Linked DNA regions of Zea mays: region 1 is linked to region 2. A link is a contact called in public Hi-C data. All regions are on one chromosome and are shown on one strand. Each heading gives the region's core, a stretch centred on a gene start, on an enhancer-like site or on the middle of the called end of the contact. The rest is flanking DNA. Distances are from core to core; before and after follow the strand shown. Region 1 has its middle 24 kb from the start of LOC103646587. Region 2 holds the start of LOC103646585 (receptor kinase-like protein Xa21).

What was found. A called contact is a pair of places that touch in the nucleus more often than the background predicts.
Region 1: a contact with region 2 is called in a Hi-C map of leaf, with 4 times the contacts expected there. The contact joins the enhancer-like site here to the promoter of LOC103646585 in region 2.

Annotation. Positions count from the first base shown.
Region 1 is chr2:74,496,426-74,499,313 of Zm-B73-REFERENCE-NAM-5.0, reverse strand. No RefSeq gene overlaps it. Among protein-coding and RNA genes, the nearest start is that of LOC103646587, 24 kb to the right of the region's middle. Within about 2 kb of position 1,488, at least 14 of the 20 cell types and tissues checked have an H3K27ac peak or open chromatin away from gene starts, as enhancers often do. A contact at or near this core is called in leaf, where this site is marked.
Region 2 is chr2:74,217,196-74,219,895 of Zm-B73-REFERENCE-NAM-5.0, reverse strand. It overlaps LOC103646585 (receptor kinase-like protein Xa21), which reads right to left and starts at 1,258. Exons shown (of 2, transcript XM_008671287.3): 1 at 1-1,258. The coding sequence starts at 1,152. It overlaps LOC103646584 (a long non-coding RNA gene), which reads left to right. Exons shown (of 3, transcript XR_562284.4): 3 at 1-1,341.

The DNA.
Region 1 (2,888 bases), core at 239-2,738, 280 kb before region 2:
TTTAAACTCTATTTTACAAATGGCTACCATGCAAAACAATATAAAACAGTATTTTGTATGACCATGAGTAAACGTGTCCATCTTAACGTCTTAAGATGATGTTGATGGGTTTAAACCTGTTGATAGGCAGGTCTTCAAAGCAATATATAGACTCTTTATTAAGTTGGCAATATATCCGGTGCAAACCGGTACTTTTGTGCAATTAAACTCCATGCAAACTAACTTTAACAAAAGTAAAAAAAAATTCTCAAAACAATTATGGATGTACTTCTTTGCCCACTCTACCGTTGTATAAAATTTCAATTTCAAATTCATTATATATTAAAAGATACAAAAAAAGAAAATTCTGAGATAATTTTCAATTTTTTATTTCTTAACATATGATGAATTTAAACTTCAAAATTTATACAATGGTAGAATAGGGAATGAAGTACACCTATAATTTTTTTGAGAGTTTTTTTTTGTCACTTTTGTTTGTAGGTTTGCAAAGAGTTTACACGGAAACTTGGTTTGTACATGATCAACTAATTCGCTTGGTTTTAAGTACCGGTTTCTAATCCTTCTACATTGTTTTTGTCTTTATATATGAATTACAGTTTCAGCAGTCCAAACAGTCGGCTTTAATCTAAAGCGAATAGAGGATACGTTGCCCTTTAAGCTAGTCAAACAACCCTGCAAACACATGCCAGGTTGACGAAAATGACGTGAGGATTACATGATCTTCCAGAAAAAAAAACAGAGTCGTCAATTAGTTTGAGAAAGAAAAAAAACTAACGGAAATAGCTTCAAATAGCACGGCTCAATCGATCTGCACTGCAGATGAGTGCGGCGCGGCAAAATTGACAGCAGGGACTGCACAGTTAGCTCGTTTTCTAATCGTTGCGTGTTTACTTACGCAAACCGTATATGCAAATGTATAATCAAATCAACCTTACAATTTGTACCAAGCATTTTTTTCGTCCAGGTGAAAAATATCCGTCTGATTGGTTCGCTGGCCGCATGCCCGCATATATATATACAATTTGTACCAAGCATTTTTTTCGTCGAGGCTTACGTGAGACTGGTTGGTTGGATACTGACATTTCTGGCGTACATGCAGCAAATAACTTTAAAATAACTTATTTTGAAACGGACCAAATAGACATTCAGCTAAAATCAACGTATTTTATGTCTAGAGTAGCTAGATATATATATGACCGTAACGTCTTTATATTTGGTCTTTATATTTGAATACGGATAATTAAACGCAAGCATGATTAGCGTGGGAGAGTCAGAAAAGAAATAATGTATATATCCTTAAACTAGAACCAAGCGATGCAAGAAGTCCAAGCCAAGACTGTGTCGACGTACTACGAAGCTGCATGCGGCCTGCAGGCTGCAGCTCGCGCGCGTTCATTGCTTTTGGCATGACCATATTTATGTACTATCATGTAGTGGTGTGCCTTGTACGTTGTCAAGGAAACAGCGTATGCACGCATGCACACTGCACGGCGGCGTCGCACGCGAGGAGTGCGTGGTCGATGCGTCGAGCGAGAAGGCTGGTGTGGTGGTGGAACCCGCGGCGGAACGACGACTGAGTCGCCACAGACCCGCAGGCCGCAGCCTCCCCGCAGCGGACGACGAGACGACTCAGCTCGCATGCACGGCGCGGCGGCGGCTATAGGCCGTAGCTTGGTAGACACGCATGCATGCATGCGTGCTCTGCTGGCTGGTGAACGCCAGACACGTAGTACGTATGCGCAGCTGGAAACTATTAGCTGCAATTGCCAAGGCGAAGCTACTACTCTGGTACTGGGGGCTGGGGCTAGCAGCAGCTGGTGCATATGCGCACGGAAGTTGCGCACACGAGAGAGAGAGAGAGAGAGAGAGAGAGAGAGAGAGAGAGAGATTAGTTTTGAGGGCCCGGGGGACTCTGCCTCGTGTTGCGTTGTGTAACTACTACTCTACTTGGCTTGCTTGCAAAGGTACGTAGCCTAGCCCGTGTGCACGCATTCTACTACTGCCAATGGAAAAAAAATACATATATATAGAGTACATGCACGCGTACGTGTACTGTATATATATACAATGCTAGTTTGGCAGCGAGAAGCCGTGTATGCATGCATATGCTAACATTCTTCCCATACATGCGCCTCTTTGACGGATGTTCCCGTGTGTTTACGTTATCGAAACCACGCACACAGGTCGTCGCCATCGATCAGGGCTCTCTCGCTTTAAATGCAGAAATTTATATTGGTTTGTTTGAGCAGTTTTATATGTGTTTCAATTGGTGGCGCAAATTTAATTAAACATCAATATGTTAATACACACTAATCAAACACGTATTCATTAAGTAACAGTTTCCATGTATATATGTATGTATTCATTATCATGTAGGGTGAAGCTAGGTTACAAACCGTGGATGTACATATACCCACGAAATTTTACGAAAGTAGTGAAAAAGATTAGATTTTCACCATATATATACCATCTATAATATATTACTATACATGCTCAACCTATTTTAGCTTCGCCATTGTTATCATTTGAATGAATATCGACGGAAAAAAAGTGTGCTAAAAAAGAACTATATTTTAGAATAAAGATAGTATATATGCATGAGCTATTCCGACCTACCTCGTTTTGATTGGTTCAACCTGGCCGGGCCGACCTGGTAGCTAAGCTAGCTAGCTTTGACGGGAAGCATACATACATACTGTGCGTGGGATTGGTACGTGCTTCATGAAATCAAGGCTGGCATGGCAGGGCCATATGGGCATGCATGCAACGAATTGTAAATGGACAGTCGTCGTCCTCCACTCCTTGCATTCAGTGCATAGAGAAACAATCCATAGGGCTACCAAGTAGTACACTCTCCTACGTGTCTTGAGAGCCGGGCGGGGCATGAA
Region 2 (2,700 bases), core at 9-2,508:
TGGTCCTTCTAGTCTGTTGTATGATAGATTAAGATAATCTAAGGTACTGAAGTTCTCGAAGAAATCTGGAATTTGACCAGATAAGATGTTTTCAGAGAGATCCATGTGTTGTATGCCCTTCAGTGTATTGAGAGACTGTGGAATAACCCCATCGAGCATGTTGCCTTCCATCTGAAGGGATAACAATAAAACACACTGCCCAAGTTCAGATGGTATTTCACCAGATAACTTGTTGCTGGAAACATTCAGTAAGCCAAGATTGATCAGTTTTCCAATCTGTGATGGTATTGTTCCTATAAGATTGTTGTTTGATAAGTCCAACCCCAAAGAAAGCGAAGAAATACTGAGGATTTCACTTGGTATGGATCCATTAAGGCTATTGACTGATAAATTTAACATAGCCAACCTTGTGCACTGCACTAGTTGTGCTGGTATGCGTCCAGATAACGTATTGTCATCCAGGTAAAGCTGGATCAGTTGAGGGAGATAGCCAATTCTGGCTGGGATTTCACCTGACAAGCTGTTTGTGGACAGTGCCAGGACAACCAAATTTGATAAATTCCCAATAGTCCAGGGAATGATTCCTGAAAGCATGTTTTGGTCCATGGCAAGTTTTGTGAGACTCACAAGTTTTCCTATCTCAGGTGGTATAGTTCCTGATAGGAGGTTCTTCGAGAGGATTAGAGTCTGAAGTAGGGGTAGTGAACCTATTTCATCAGGTATCTCCCCAGAAATCGAATTGTTTGAGAGATCCATCTGCACTAGGGAAGTAAGATTTGCTACGCAACTTGATAGTTTTCCTCTGAGTTGCACTGACCTTAGCTTCAAGGATGCCACGCGGATTGGGATGGCCGTGCTGCAGGTGACCCCTTCCCATTTGCAGAAGTTCAGTGAGTCGTTGCTCCATGATCCTAGGACACCAGCAGAGTTCCCGGAGAGACCAGACTTGAAGCAAAGGAGGGCTTGCCGGTCATCCTCTGACCTATTGCTGGCCTGCGCTGATGATAGCGTTGCTGTGTTGGAGGAGATTAATATGAAGATGCTGCACAGAAGGAAGTGTGCATGGCGATGAGATGGAGATTTCGAATCAAGAACCCCAGGAACCATGCCTCTATGCTGATAGTATGCTTTTGATTTGTGATTTTTTGCCATGAAATGCGTTCGGAGTAGAGAAACTTGTACATTTCTACTTTGCTCAACGAGAAAACTCAGAAAAGTCTATAGAACAGAACAAGTGAACATCCATAGCGAGAGGGACATGTGAGATCAGGAATCTGTGCACAATCTGCCCTACCATTATATATTATTATATTACATTTTGTTCGCAATACAAATTCACCATATCTTGATTTTTTAAATTAGTCCTGCATCAAATTGACGCTACCTATCAGTTCAAATCATTAACAATAATTGATTCTCCATGATTACCACAATATTTGATTATAAAATATCACCTAATAATCTATTCATACTGTGTGATTTCAATGCTATTTCAGTTTTATAATTGACTTGAAAGAAACGCTCTAGATTCCAGTGCTATTTAAAGGAGTGTACCTAGTCCACCAAACACACTTTAGTTGACTCCGCGTATTACCGGCTACCGGGTCATACGTCAATTAGTTCTATGAAAATAAGCTAGCCTTGCTAATAATGAAAAAACAACTGATGGAGGGCAATTGTAAAATCGTGTGTGATTAAAAATTGGTTTATATTGATGTTGGCTTTGCAAAGTGATTTACATAATATAGATGTTATGTATGTGTGTTTATATAAGATTTTGATATTGGATGTTGTGTATACATGCTTACTAATTGGTTGTTTGTGTGTTACTACAGTTTCTATATTAAAAAATTTCTAATATCTATTTTTTATTGAACACAAATGGTTAGAAGCTCCGGTGGTTAGAACCTGGGCGCGTGAGGGGGAGGGCAATGGTTCGAACTCCAGCACATCGCCGTAGGAGGTGAGAAACTTCCACTTAAATATAGTAAAGATATATGTGAAACAATTGCGTGTGTTGGCATGCAATATCTAAAAAGAGAAAAAAATAAAAAAAAGTGGAAAAAGAAAAAAATGCAACTTGGCTAGCTTAGCCTAGCAACCCCAGCAGGCGATTGATGCACAGCCCAACGACCGACTGTGGCCAGGTAGCGGTAGCGTGTTGCCTATGTGGGCATACAACCTAAGAGAGACTGAAATGGGCCAAAATAGGGCTTATGTTCTTTAGCCTATATAGAGTAGATTATCAAAGTGCTCATATATTGTTGTGGTTTTTATTTTATGCTTAAGTATAGAATATAAAGATATGTGTGTTCTGTTGTTTAGGTGAGTGTGAATGTGGGTTTAGAGCCAACAAACATGGTGTACGGGTATACATGTCCTGATAGACCAGGCATGCTGAACGGTCCATGACTGTGGGAGATAGATATCCCCGAGTCCTTACGAGCACAGAAACGTTGTTCCGTCTCGCCTGAGGTCAACCTCAAACGAGAGACGATGTTTAGTCTCGACCAAGGCCAACCTCAGATGGGAGACGTTGTTCCGTCTCGCTCGAGGCCAACCTCGGACGGGAAACGCTGTTCTATCTCGTCCGAGGCCAACCTCGGACTGGAGACGTTGTTCCGTCTCGCCTGAGGACAACCTCAGATAGGAGACGATGTTCCATCACGTCCGAGGCCAGCTCTAGGCGGGGGAATCAGT